Regions from separate parts of the Mus musculus genome. Here region 1 is linked to region 2. The links are chromatin contacts, called in public promoter capture Hi-C maps. All regions are on one chromosome and are shown on one strand. Each heading gives the region's core, a stretch centred on a gene start, on an enhancer-like site or on the middle of the called end of the contact. The rest is flanking DNA. Distances are from core to core; before and after follow the strand shown. Region 1 overlaps Rab10 (RAB10, member RAS oncogene family). Region 2 holds the start of Rab10os (RAB10, member RAS oncogene family, opposite strand).

Region 1 (6,366 bases), core at 1,650-4,149, 43 kb before region 2:
GATATATATTATATGTCTTTATACAAGTTGATTTTTTTCTCTGTCTTTATATTCTTTTTTTTTTAAAATTGCTTTGAGTTTAAACTAAATAGAGACATTTAGTTTGATGTTAGCTACTGGTTTGCTGTATATTGCTTTTTTATGTTTAGATATGGGCCTTGAATTCCTGATCTTTCCATGACTTTTATCACGAAGGGGTGTTGGATTTTGTCAAATGCTTTCTCAGCATCTAATGAGATGATGATGTGATTTTTGTCTTTGAGTTTGTTTATATAATGGATTCCATTGATGGATGTCTTTATATTCTTTATATGCTACATCCATTGTAGTAAACTGAATGGGGAAGCACTTAAAACTTGCTCGCTGTCTGTCAAGGTAACATCAGTGTTACAAAACCTTAACATCATGCCACTTTTCTCACTAAGTTTTACTTTTATTTTGGATAATGTTATTTAATTTTATTAAATTGCCTGTATGTATGTCTGTAGTATGTTCATGCAGAACCTTTGGAGGTGAGAAGATAATGGGTGCCAGACAATTGTGAGCTGCCAAGTGGGTGTTGGGAATTGAATCTATGTCCTCTGGAAGAGAAGTCAGTGCTCTTAACCACTGAGCCATCTTTCCAGCCCTGGATAATGTTATTATCATTATTTTTTAATAAAAATGTTATTTATTTATGCAGTATGTTATTTTCAAGGATGCTAGTCTTGTGCTTAAAATTTTCTCAGTTTTAATTTCTAGTTTGGTGAATGCAAATTGACATAAACTGTGTGAGCAAAAGCTTAACTGAGTCCTCAGTAATTTGGGGGCAAATGTGCCTTTAAAAAACACTTCTGTGTACATGTTTATGTCATGAGATGTACTTGACAGACAGATTTGATGTGGTATCTATGTTTATCAGAAAACAAACACTAAGTTTATATTTGCTTGTTTTAAAAGGAAAGGAGATGGTGGGGCATGGCAACCCAGCATCTTGGACACAGAAGTAGGAAGATGGACACAGGTTGGGCATATACAGGAGGTCCCAGACCAGCCAGACTCAAAAAAACTCAAAAGAAAAGAGAAATAGTTGAGTTGTTTCAAAGGTGGTGGAAGGCATGGGTTGGAAGAGCAAATGGGAGAAGGGGGTTTTTATCCAGAGATCAAGGAACCACTACTTTCTTTGGGCTGCAGCTCTAAGCATGTACTTAACTTCTTTTGAGCTGTTAAAGGTATCCTTTTTATTGTTGAGCTAGGCATGGGGGTACATACCTATAGACTGAAGTTGAAGTGGGAGGATCACTTGAGCTTGTGAAGGCAAGACTAATGTGGACAAGACTTCATCTTAAAACAGAGACAGGCCAGGCGTGGTGGCGCACGCCTTTAATCCCAGCACTCGGGAGGCAGAGGTGGGTGGATTTCTGAGTTTGAGGCCAGCCTGGTCTACAGAGTGAGTTCCAGGACAGCCAGGGTTATACAGAGAAACCCTGTCTCGAAAAACCAAAAAAACCACCACCACCATCACCCCCCCCCCCCACACACACACACAAAATCCAAAAATCAGAGATCAGAGACAGAGGGGGCTGGAGAGATGGCTCAGTGGTTGAGCACCAACTGTTCTGCCGAAGGTCCCGGGTTCAAATCCCAGCAACCACATGGTGGCATACAACCATCTGTAAAGAGATCTGATGCCCTCTTCTGCTGTGTATGAAGACAGCTACAGTGTACTTAACATATATATTAAAAAAAAAGAAACAGAGACAAAAAAACCTGTTCTTATTGCTCTGTCTTATGAACTGATGCTTTGTGCTGGACCGCCCACTGCTGTTGCCTCTGAATAGAGGCAGAGTAATCAGATGGCTTGCTTTTTTTCCCTTTCATCTCATTTCCTGCTAGGATGTTAAATTAGCCGATCATATCCTGAAACAGGCTTTCAGAGCTGGTACTATAGATGAGAATCAGAATATGACACTAAGAGCTTCATATGCATAACAGGTAGAGTGCATCATCCTTGTCCTCATGGTTGTCATCCTCCTTTTCCACCACCATCATCATCATCATCATCATCATCGTGTGTGTGTGTGTGTGTGTGTGTGTTTATTTGTATGCAGGCACACATGCCCATGTGCATACACATAAAGGCTAGAGGAAGATGCCAGCCCATTTAATCTTACCACACTATTCCCTTGACTTAGTGGTTAAGGGCACTTGTTGCTCTTTCAGAATACCTCAGTAAGTTTTGTCCCACAAACCCATATCAGACCGCTTACAACTTTCATTAACTTTTTTTTTTTTTGTTGTTGTTGTTTTTCAAGACAACATTTCTCTGTATAGCCCTGGCTGTCCTGGAACTCACTCTGTAGACCAGGCTGGCCTTGAACTCAGAAATCCCCCTGCCTCTGCCTCCCAAGTGCTGGGATTAAAGGTGTGTGCCACCACCTCCTGGCAACTTTCATTAACTCTTAACTCCAAGAGATCTGATGTCTCTCGACACCTCCTGTACTAGTACTCACAAATGCACATATCTATATGGAGATACACTTACCTTCCTGTACATAATTTAAACAGCACATAGAACTATTTTTGTCAAAACCATCTAATTAAATCAGTTTATTAAAATAGCTGTGTAGACGTCGTAAGTGAAGACTTCAGCCTCTACTCCCGACTAAATACTGATGGAAATAATCCTGACAGTTTTAGGACCGACTGATTGTTCAAGTAAACCAGTCACTTGAGGATTCTTATCCAATCCATGTCTTAGAATCTTCACCGCAAGGTGTTTTAGCTCTAGTGATTTGCAAATCTTGCAGTCAAAGGAACTGGTCCTTTTACGTTTACATCTTGGCTTGTACTCGTCTGATCAAGTCAGCACACACCTCCAGAGACTTCCTGTGCTGTTGCTAAGGGTACTTCTATTTGGGTGAGTGATTTGCTCCTTGGTGGGAGTAAACAGTGGTGAGTGAGGAGCTGGAGCTAGTAAAACAGAGCTGTGTTGCAAAGCAGGGAGGAGGAAAGTTCAGAAGGAACAGGTTAGAGCACTAGAGTATTATGAAGGAAGCTAAAAATGGTAGATTATGGTTGTAACCTTAAGGTTCCATTTAGTAGGAAGAGTTAGAGCTTTTTGGGCAATGGGTCAATATGAAGGAAGTGAGATTACAGTGGGAAAATTGATAAGAGAAGGTAATGTTGTACTTTTAAGTTGCAGTTTATCTGGGCTGGAGAGTTAGCTTAGCAGTTAAGACCACTGTCTGTCTTTCCCGAGGTCATCAGTTCAATCCCCAGCAACCACATGGTGGCTCATAACCATAGATATAGTGTGATCAAATGCCCTCTTTGGGAATATAGGTGTATGTGCAGATAGGGTACTCACATAAATAAGTAAGTAAGTAAGTAAGTAAATAAATAAATACTCACTTTCTCTTTTATGTGCGGATGGTGTGTGTGTGGGCAATTGTATGGCAGTATGCATGTGTATTTGCTTGGGTTCAAGGAATCAAACTCATGTTTCCAGGCTTGAGTGTTAAGCACAACTTTCTGTTGCGCCTCCTCACTGGAATGATTATACTGTATTTTAAGAGAGAGCTATGAAAAATTGTAGTGGAATTTAAGCTTTATCTGGTAGAATTAAGAGCAAGAATGACATAATGAAAAGGAGCAGTATACAGTATTAGAAGGAAGACCAGAATGATGGGAGAGCATAGCATGAAACAGAAGAGGCTATCAGGAAGGCTGGAAACCATTAGCGGTCTGAGCAGGAGATGATGGTATGACAGTAAAGACAAGACTTCTAAAGAGTATTTGAATGAAACGGTGAACTTTGAGACTTTGGATTGTGAGTGGTAGATTGAAAATGAATCAGAGGTGACTCAAAATTTTAAACTGCTCATTTCTAATGAAATTGTGTATTGGGATTAGAAACAAATGATTGGAAAATTCAGAACCTACAAAAGATGAGAAATGTGCTTTCAGAAATATTGAGTAAGATTAATGAAAGAATTAATGACGAGGCTTATGGTAGTTCTATTCATGTATATATTCTATATGCTTTTAGGAGAAAGTAGATAGTCAAGATAGCCACTGGCCACTTCTATTCATAGCCCAGTTTATACCCTGCAGAAATGATTGACATAACACGAGAAAGTCATGTAAGAAATAATGATATGGAAAAAAAAATCACCAAAAGGGGATCTACTCAAACAGCTGCCTGAGCATGTTGGTATACACCTTTAATCCCAGTGCTCTGTAGAGAGACCCTGTCTCAAAAAAACAAAAAACAAAAAACAAACCAGAATGCTAGAGAGATGGCTCAGCAATTAAGAACAATGACTGTTCTTCCAGAGGCCACGAGTTCAAATCTCAGCAACCACATGGTGGCTTACAACCATCTGTAATGAGATCTGATGCCCTCTTGGGCATCTGAAGTTAGCTCTAGTGTACTTATATATAATAAATGAATAGGGCAGAGAGAGTGGGGCTGGAACGGGCCCTGGGGTGGGGTAGGAGGGACACAGAACAGAACCAAACAAACTCAAGCCCTTATGCTTTTTTCATCCTGACTGAGCCATTTCCCCAGCCCAAAATAGGGCTGGTTGTGGTGACACATGCCTTTAATTCCAGCAGAAGAATCTCTTAAGTTTGAAGTCAACTTAGTCAACTCAGTGACTTCCAACACAGCCGGAACTACATAGAGAGACCCTGTCTCAAAAACAACAACAACAAAGCAAATTAAAAAAAGTATATGAAGAAAGCTAAAAAGGAAAAAAAAAAATCAGGTATAAAATCCAGATTATTCTAGTTTTGTTTCTTTAGTTAGAGTATAAAAATGTCAGTGTATAGTGTGTTTGAGGCCAGTCTAAACTTTTTTGTGAGAGCCTATCTCAAGATAAAATAGTCACGCATGTAAAAAATATTACCACTTGTACAAGAAAATTATCTTGTTTGTTTAACTTTTTACTCAATTCTTTTTTTAAAGAGTTACTTTTATTTATATGAGTACACTGCAGCTGTCTTCAGACACACCAGAAGAGTGCATTGTATCCTATTACAGATGGTTGTTGGATGTGTGGTTGTTGGAAATTGAACCAGGACCTCTGGAAGAGCAGTCAGTGTTCTTAATGGCTGAGCCATCTCTCCAGCCCTTTACTCAATTCTTAATGCTAATAATCATCATAATAGGATGTTTTCTTTCATCAAAAAGAAAAAAATTTCATTGGCTTAAATAGTTTTATCTCAGTCTGAATAAGTTTCAGTAAATAAAAGTTATGTCTAAAACCTTGAGAGAATGATAGATACTGAAGTACCAGGCTGCAAGGGATCTGGAACGGAGATTCAGAACCTCGTACGTTTTTAGGTGAAGGGTATGTATGGGCAAGGGATACATGCCATTCATTGGGTTCTCAATGAAAAGTGTTCCAAAAAGAAGATGAAAGTTTGCTTTTGGGTGTTTTTCCTGCATGTATGTCTGTGCACCATGTGCACACGGTGTTTGTGAAGGCCAGAAGAAAGGGTGTTGAATCTCCTGGAACACCCCAGTTAGAGACAGTTGTGAGTTGCCTTATAGGTGCTGGGAGTTGAACCTTGCTCCTTTAAAGTGTCACTAACCCAACTGCTTAATTTTGAAAAGCAGTGATGTTTGAGGACTTCCAGGGGTCTAGCAGTAAACAGACAGGAAACTGGACAAAGCTTGTGAAACAACTGCTCCTGTGAAAAAGAAGAAAAATATATTGAGCCCTTTAATCTCCTCAGATTTCTGTCTGAAACTGGATTCCAATGCTTAGTTTAAGCAGGCAAAGGCAGTCTTCTCAGACCAAGGGAATAAAAAACAAAGTATAATCTGGACAGAAGGCAGGAATTCGTAGGGTTGACTAGCATAAAAGATTAAAGAGTGAGATACAGAAGTCTTCAGAAGAGTCCCTTTCTGTCTTGGGTGACATTAAGTGAGGTTCATGGACTGGGCAGGTTTAACAGCTATGAAGAAATTGGTGGAAGTTAATGGCACTCATAGGTTGGGAGACAGTCTAACTTCCAATATGGTAATATCCTTATCCCTAAGGATAAAGTAATCTGAGAAAAGACCACTTTAGCCTCTAAAGGTGAGAAGAATGGAGAGAGAGAGAGAGGAAAAAAAAAGCCTGATAAGCCTTCAAAAGACTAAGTAAGCTAGGTGGTAGTTTAGTGGTAAAGTACTTGCATATCATGCAGGAGGCACTGGATTCTATTCTGTCTCACAAAGTAAGCAAAGAAGATTAAGCCAGTTTTGTGTTTTGTTTTCTTTCTTTCCTTCCTTCCTTCCTTCCTTCCTTCCTTCCTTCCTTCCTTCCTTCCTTCCTTCCTTCCTTCCTTCCCCTCTCTCTCTCTCTCTCTCTCTCTCTCTCTTTCTTTCTTTCT
Region 2 (6,785 bases), core at 2,055-4,554:
GACCAGGCATATACGTACACATGTAGAGCAGCAGCACATCACTTCCTGAGCCCATGACATTACTTCCCATCACCCCCACTCTGACCTCACTTCCTGCTGCCCTCTCCACAGCGATGTCACTTCCTGTCTCTGGCAGCTGCCCTTGCAAGCTTGCGGCTAAAGTGGTTGAGTGGGAAGCCCGCTGCATTGATGACGTCACCAATTTGCCCTCTACCAGCATCACTCCCCACGCATGGATGGCGGAGGCCCCAGGCCTTGTCCCTGTTGGGTCAGGGTCATGGTGGGATTACATGGTGACTTCGAGGTTGCTGGGGTCATGGGGAGGTCAGGGATCACCTTGGGGTTGTGGGGTCACACCGGGGTCAGCGGTAGGTCAGGGGTCACGTCGAGGTCACAGCACTCAAGGGGGATCGATCACTAGTTTATGTTAATTTATGCAAAGTGACTCTGGTCATGCAAATGAGGTCATGTGACGTCACTTCGCTGGTGCAGCTGACAGCCATGGAAGCTTCCCCCTTGCCCATGAAGATTTATGCAAATTTATGCAAAGTCATACAGACAGAAAGCATGACGCCATGCAAATCCACCCAGAGCATCACTGTGTTATCATTCAGGTTTATGCAAATTTATGCAAATTCACAGAGGAAGCCACCAAAGTCACCTCAGCTCATGCAAACCTACTTCAAAGAAGCTGATGTATGCAAATTCATGCAAAACCCACAAAAAACGCATGCAGAGCACAACTATGACATCATTTTGGTTTATGCTAATTTGCCCAAGACGTCACACACAAATCTATGCAAATTTGTCCTGAGAGAACTGGTGTTAACTTATACAAATTTATTCAAATGAGCCCAAAATATGCAAAATCATGCAAATGTATGCAGCCCCCATCCCCTCAATCTATTATCCCAGAACCACTTGGTAGAGTCTCAGACAGGGCGTGGGCAGTGTCATGTGCAGGCAGGGGGCAGGGCCTCACCATCCTTCGCTGGTGTGCTGTTGTCCAAGTAGTCGTGGATCAGCTCCTCCTACAGTAGAGAGAAAGTCACTTCCTGGGCAGGGCCTGCGGGGAAAGGGGGCAGGGTCAGGCGATGGGGTGGGGCCTTGGGGGTCAGGGGCAGGGCCTGGGTGACTCATTTGGCCTAAACTTCCTGGGGTGGGGGTGGTACTTCCTGTCAGGGCCTCAGACAGGAAGTCCCACCTCATACAGGAAGTTCCACCCCCACACACTGATGATGTCATCTAACCCCATCCCCAACATAAAAGACCCACCTCCAGGTTATGACCCTGCAGAAAGTAAGTTATGGCATAGACAGGAAGCTCCCTCCCCAATGACGTCACCCCAGGCCCCGCCCCACAAAGTAACGCTCCCCCCCGCCCCCCCCACTGCCAACATTGACCCTGTGAACCTGCCCACAACACTCTGCTCACCTCCGTGGATGCCCCAGGTGAAGATGGCTACCCTCATGATGACGCTGTGCTGCTCTGCTTCCTGCTCAGCCTGGGGGATGGGACGGGGTCACAGGGGTCAGGGTTCATCCAGGCCATGCCCACCAAACCACCATGCCCATCACTTCTTGACTATGCCCACCACTTCCAGTCCCACTTTTCACTTCCTGTTTTCTCCTATGATGTCACTTTCTGTTCTGCCTGCTCCGTCCCCAGAAGGCCCCACTCACCTGTACAGCACCCCCCATGGCGTCCTCCTGGTCCTTTGACTTCTCCAGGATCAGCCCCTCCAAGGCCTGTGGGTCAGTGGTGGGGTCATCACAAGGGGTGGAGTCAGGGGCGGGGTCAGTGAGGTCACCTGAATAGATTTGCACAAATTTGCATGACAGGAAGTAAGCAGGCAGGGCCTGAGGTGATGGGCGGGACAGGAAGTGGAGGGCATGGCCAGGCACAGTGGGCTTGGCTGGAAGTGTGCAATGGCGTTGGGAAGTGGGCGGGGATAAGATGAAAAGGGTCGAGGCCTGCAATGGGTGTGGAAGGGGCAGGGCCACACACCACCACAGGGTCAAGGTCTCTGGGTCTTCCTGGGGGAGGGACGGGTGGAGCTGGAAGTGACATCATACCAGACTTCCTGGCAGCCCCTCACAGAAGCCCCACCCACAAGTCAGAAATCCTGAAAATGACATCACTTCCAGTGGGCCTGGCCCCACCCACCATCCTGATGTCTTGCCCATAAAGCTCCCAAAAAGCAGGAAGTGACATCACTTGTGGTTGGTGTGGTGACCTCATTTCCCCGCTCCATCATCCCCAGAACCCACCCTCTTCTCCCAAACTCAGAACTGCAATCATGATGCCACTTACAGTGGGTATGGCCACCAACAGACCACGCCCATCTTCCTAAAAAGATGAAAGTAGCTACCCTGAGGCCCCTTCCCACTGACCTTTGTGCCCCCCCCCCCTCGCGGCAAAGTACTGGAGGCAGGGCCAGGTGGCCTTGCTCAGCATCTCGGGGAAGGCAGGATGGACGACCATGAAGGCCAGGCCCTGGGGTGGGGGGAAGGGGTGAATGGGTGGGGTCAGACACGCGTCAAGGCCCTGCCCACAATGACTCAATCACTCTTGGGCACACCCCCAGCCAGGACGTCAAGAGAATATATACAATATATACAAATGCGGGGGGGGGGGTGTCACAGGGTGATGACATCATCTGGACACGTGTCAATGGCAAGGAGGGAAACTGTGACATCATCTGAACTCAGGAAAAGCCATAACGTCATGCAGTTTTATGCAAATGCATGCAAATTTACATGACAAATACACGCAGAGTAAAGCCATAACATCGTTTATGTTTATGGAAATTTACTCAGGGGAGCTGTCATTATGCAAATTTATGCAAATTTTCATCATGCGAAACTGATGTCACATGAGCGTATGCAAATTCCCAACGTACACGATATGCTAATTTATACAGGTCAGGGGAGGTTATATAAACCTGGGTAGAACAAAACCAAGCAGCCATTCAAATTCACTCAAATTCATGCAAACGAGCAGCAATGAAACTTAGACCCCATGCAAATCTATGTCTCTTGCAGGAGCTTAGTTAAGACCCCGCCCCAGGCCCCTGTCACTCACGCTCAGCCACTCCCAGCCCTCGCTCAGGCTCCGTCCCTGGCCTGTCTGTCAGTGCCTCTTGGGAAAAAACAGGTCACTCACCTGAAGCTACGTCCACATGCCACTCCGCTAGTCGCTGTCAATCCCGTGGGGACCAAGTGTCACTCACGTGAAACCCCGCCGACATGTCTCGCACAGCGAACCCCAGGATCTCCTTCCGCCGCGAGGAGGCGCTCGCCAGGACGACGCGGTGCCAGCGCAGGCACGTGCGGGGTGATGTCACAGCGACATCTGGGCGGGGAGTGATGACGTCGAACGGGTCGCCTGTGGTTCTGCGGTTCGCCGAAAGGTCAGGAGCTGAACCGGTGACGTCGCTGGAGTCGCCGGGGATTGGGGCGGGGGGGGGGTAACGGTGGTTGCGGCGGGGAAACCGGAAATCGGTCGCGCTGCTCCGAAAGGGAAAACCGGGTTCGGCGAAGAGAGGAACTGCACATCCGCTGTTTGCTTGTCCGCTTCTGATCAGCGGAACCCGGAACTGGAAGTCTTCAATGTCACGCTGCCGCTCCGAGTTCTCGTGAGATTTACAATGCGGTAGAAGGACTCACTTCCTGTTGGAACGGAGGAACTTCCTGTCTGGAAGTTAGGGTTCAAGCATGCTGGGAGTTGCAGTTATTTCCTGCTTTAGGCATGACTTCCTGTTTGCCATAGGAAGTGACGCCACAGTAGCCCCGAGTTTCACTGGGAGGCACGCTGGGAGGTGTAGTTCCTACCTGTACATCTCCGGGTCTAACCTCCCAGGAACGTACCGTATTAATACGCTGCCCTGTCACCGGGTCGAAGCGCCCGCATGCCCGGCCTCCCCTCACCGTGGCCGCTTCACCGCAGGCAAATCCATATCCTTTGACACCAACCGGAGCGGATGCAGTAACCATCTCACCTGTGATGCAGTGACCATCCCAAGGGAGATGTAATGACTCTTACCTGAGATGCAGTAACCATCTCACCTGAGATGCAGTGACGATCCCAACTGTGATGCAGTGACCATCCCACATGAGATGTAGTGAGCATGCCACTTGAGATGTATTGACAGTGATTATCCTACCTGAGATACAGTGACCATCCACCTGAGATGCAGTGACCATCTCACCTTTGATGCAGTGAACATTCTACCTGAGTGATTCTTACATGAGATGCAGTGTCCATGCCACCTGAGATGTTGTAACCATTCCACCTAGGATGCAGTGACTATGCCATCTGAAATGTAGTGACCATCCCAGGTGAGATGGGATGATAATCCCACCTGTGATGCAGTTGACTATCCCACCTGAGATGTAGTGACCATCCCACCTGAGATGAAGTGACCACTTGAGATGTGATCGTCTCTCCTGAGATGAAGTCACCATCTTACCTGAGATACAGTGAAAATCCCACATGGGATGCAATGACTATCCAACCTGAGATGTAGAGAGTCGTCTTAACAGAAATGCAGTGACCATCCACCTAAGATTCAGTGACTATCCCACGTGTGAAGTTGTGACCATCCCAAGTGAGATGGGATGACAATCCCACTAGTGATGCAGTGACTGTCCCACCTGAGATGCAGTGACCATGCCACCTGAGATGTTGTGACTATCTCACGTGAGATACTATGACAATCCCACCTGTGATGCAGTGACCACCCCACCTGAGATGTAGTATCCATCCCTCCTGAGATGCAGTGACCATCTTACCTGAGATGCAGTGAACATCCCACATGGGATGCAGTGACCACCCCATCTGAGAGATGTAGTGAGTCTTACCAGAGAATCAGTGACCATCCCACTTGAGATGTTTTGACCATCCCACTTGGGATGCAATGACCATGCCACCTGAGATATAGTTACCATCCCACCTGTGATGCAGTGACTATCCCACCTGTGATGCAGTGACAATTCCAACTTTGATGCAGTGACCATTCCACCTGAGATGCAGTGACCATCCCATCTGTGATGTAGTGACCAGGTGTACTAGTAATTAGACACATTAGAATTCATTATAACTCTTTTTATTCAAAGAAAACAAGACATTTTCACTTAATTGATGTGAATTTCTAAATGCAATAAGGATCTTATTGTATGTTCTTTAGTTGTATACACTGCATTTCATTATCTTGATGTATTTTCATAAGCACATTATGAAGAAACCTGTACAAGGTGTTATAGCAGGAAGAAAAGTGATTTAACACAGAAAAGAGTTAATCTTGACTGCCTGAGAGTTCTACTCTGTGCTAGTAACAATAATAGTGTATTTTTTTAGTGTACAGGTGTATTAGTAATTAGACAAATTAGAATACATTAAAATTGTGCTTATTCATAGAAAACAAGACATTTTTGCTCAATTGATGTGAATATTTATGATAAGAAGGACCTTGTACTGGCTAGTTTTGTGTCAACTTGACACAGCTGGAGTGATCACAGAGAAAGGAGCTTCAGTTGAGGAAATGCCTCCATGAGATCCAACTGTAAGGCATTTTTTCAATTAGTGATCAAGGGGGAAAGGCCCCTTGTGGGTGGGGCCATCTCTGGGCTGGTAGTCTTGGTTCTATAAGAGATCAGGCTAAGCAAGCCAGGGGAAGCAAGCCAGTAAAGAACATCCCTCCATGGCCTCTGCATCAGCTTCTGCTTCCTGACTGCCTGAGTTCCAGTCCTGACGTCCTTTGGTGATGAACAGCAGTATGGAAGTGTAAGCGGAATAAACCCTTTCCTCCCCAATTTGCTTCTTGGTCATGATGTTTGTGCAGGAATAGAAACCCTAAGACAGATCTTATTGAATGTTATTTCCTTTAGTTGGCTGCACTGTATTTCATTATCTTGACGTATTTTCATAAGCACATTATAAAGAAAACTGTACAAGGCTTTATAGAAAGAAGAAGAGTTTTTTTTTTTTTTTAATACAGATTCTACAGAAAAGAGAGTTAACCTTGAATGCCTGAGAGTTCTACTCTTTGCTAGTTATAACAACAGTGTATTTTTTTAGAGTTCAGGTGTATTAGTAAGCAGACACATTAGAGTATATTATAGCTGTATTTATATGAAGACATTTTTGCTCAATTGACGCAAATTTCTAAATGTGAAAAGAAGGATCTTAGTAAATGGTATTTCCTTTAGTTGGGTAGACTGCATTTCATTATCTTGATGTATTTTCATATGCACATTATAAAGTAAACTCTACAAGGTTTTATAGCAAGAAGAAGATTTTTTTTAACACAGAAGCAACAGAAAAGAGAGTTAATCTTGAATGCCTGAGAGTTCTACTCTGTGCTACTAACAACAATAGTGTATTTTTTTCGTGTCCAGGTGTATTAGTAATTAGACACATTAGAATACACTATAACTGTGTTCATATGAAGAAAAGACATTTTCACTCAAGTGTTATGAATTTCTAAATGGGACAAGAAGGATCTTATTGAATGTTATTTCTTTAATGGGCTACACTGTATGTAATTATCATAAAATATTTTCACATGTCCTTTGTAGGTGGGGAACCTTCTGCTCTGTGTTCAGGACCCATCCATATCTAAACATAAAAGCAATCTACAGCAAACCAGTAGCCAACACCAAAGTAAATGGAGAGAAGCTGGAAGCAATCCCACTAAAATCAGGGACTAGACAAGGCTGCCCACTTTCTCCCTACCTATTCAATATATTACTTGAAGTCCTAGCCAGAGCAATTCAACAGGAGGT

What was found. Promoter capture Hi-C pulls out the DNA fragments that hold promoters and counts their contacts.
Region 1: a contact with region 2 is called in a promoter capture Hi-C map of epiblast stem cells, with 2.2 times the contacts expected there. The contact joins the enhancer-like site here to the promoter of Rab10os in region 2. A contact is called at or near these places in 9 of 39 promoter capture datasets (the HPC-7 cell line, HPC-7-derived erythroid cells, cranial neural crest and 6 more), 1 of 15 datasets of contacts at CTCF or cohesin (the NIH/3T3 cell line), 7 of 484 Hi-C or Micro-C datasets (the AML12 cell line, the HPC-5 cell line, the MNK3 cell line and 4 more), 6 of 115 datasets of contacts at active chromatin or transcription factors (CD8 T cells, effector CD8 T cells, embryonic forebrain and 2 more) and 1 of 9 other capture datasets (liver).

What each region holds. Positions count from the first base shown.
Region 1 is chr12:3,275,789-3,282,154 of GRCm38.p6, reverse strand. All of the region lies in intron 1 of Rab10 (RAB10, member RAS oncogene family), which reads left to right. Among named protein-coding and RNA genes, the nearest start is that of Rab10, 31 kb to the left of the region's middle. Within about 2 kb of position 2,899, at least 12 of the 459 cell types and tissues checked have an H3K27ac peak or open chromatin away from gene starts, as enhancers often do. A contact at or near this core is called in epiblast stem cells, where this site is marked.
Region 2 is chr12:3,232,310-3,239,094 of GRCm38.p6, reverse strand. It overlaps Rab10os (RAB10, member RAS oncogene family, opposite strand), which reads right to left and starts at 3,304. Exons shown (of 7, transcript NR_015551.1): 1 at 3,166-3,304; 2 at 1,683-1,810; 3 at 1,435-1,504; 4 at 983-1,066.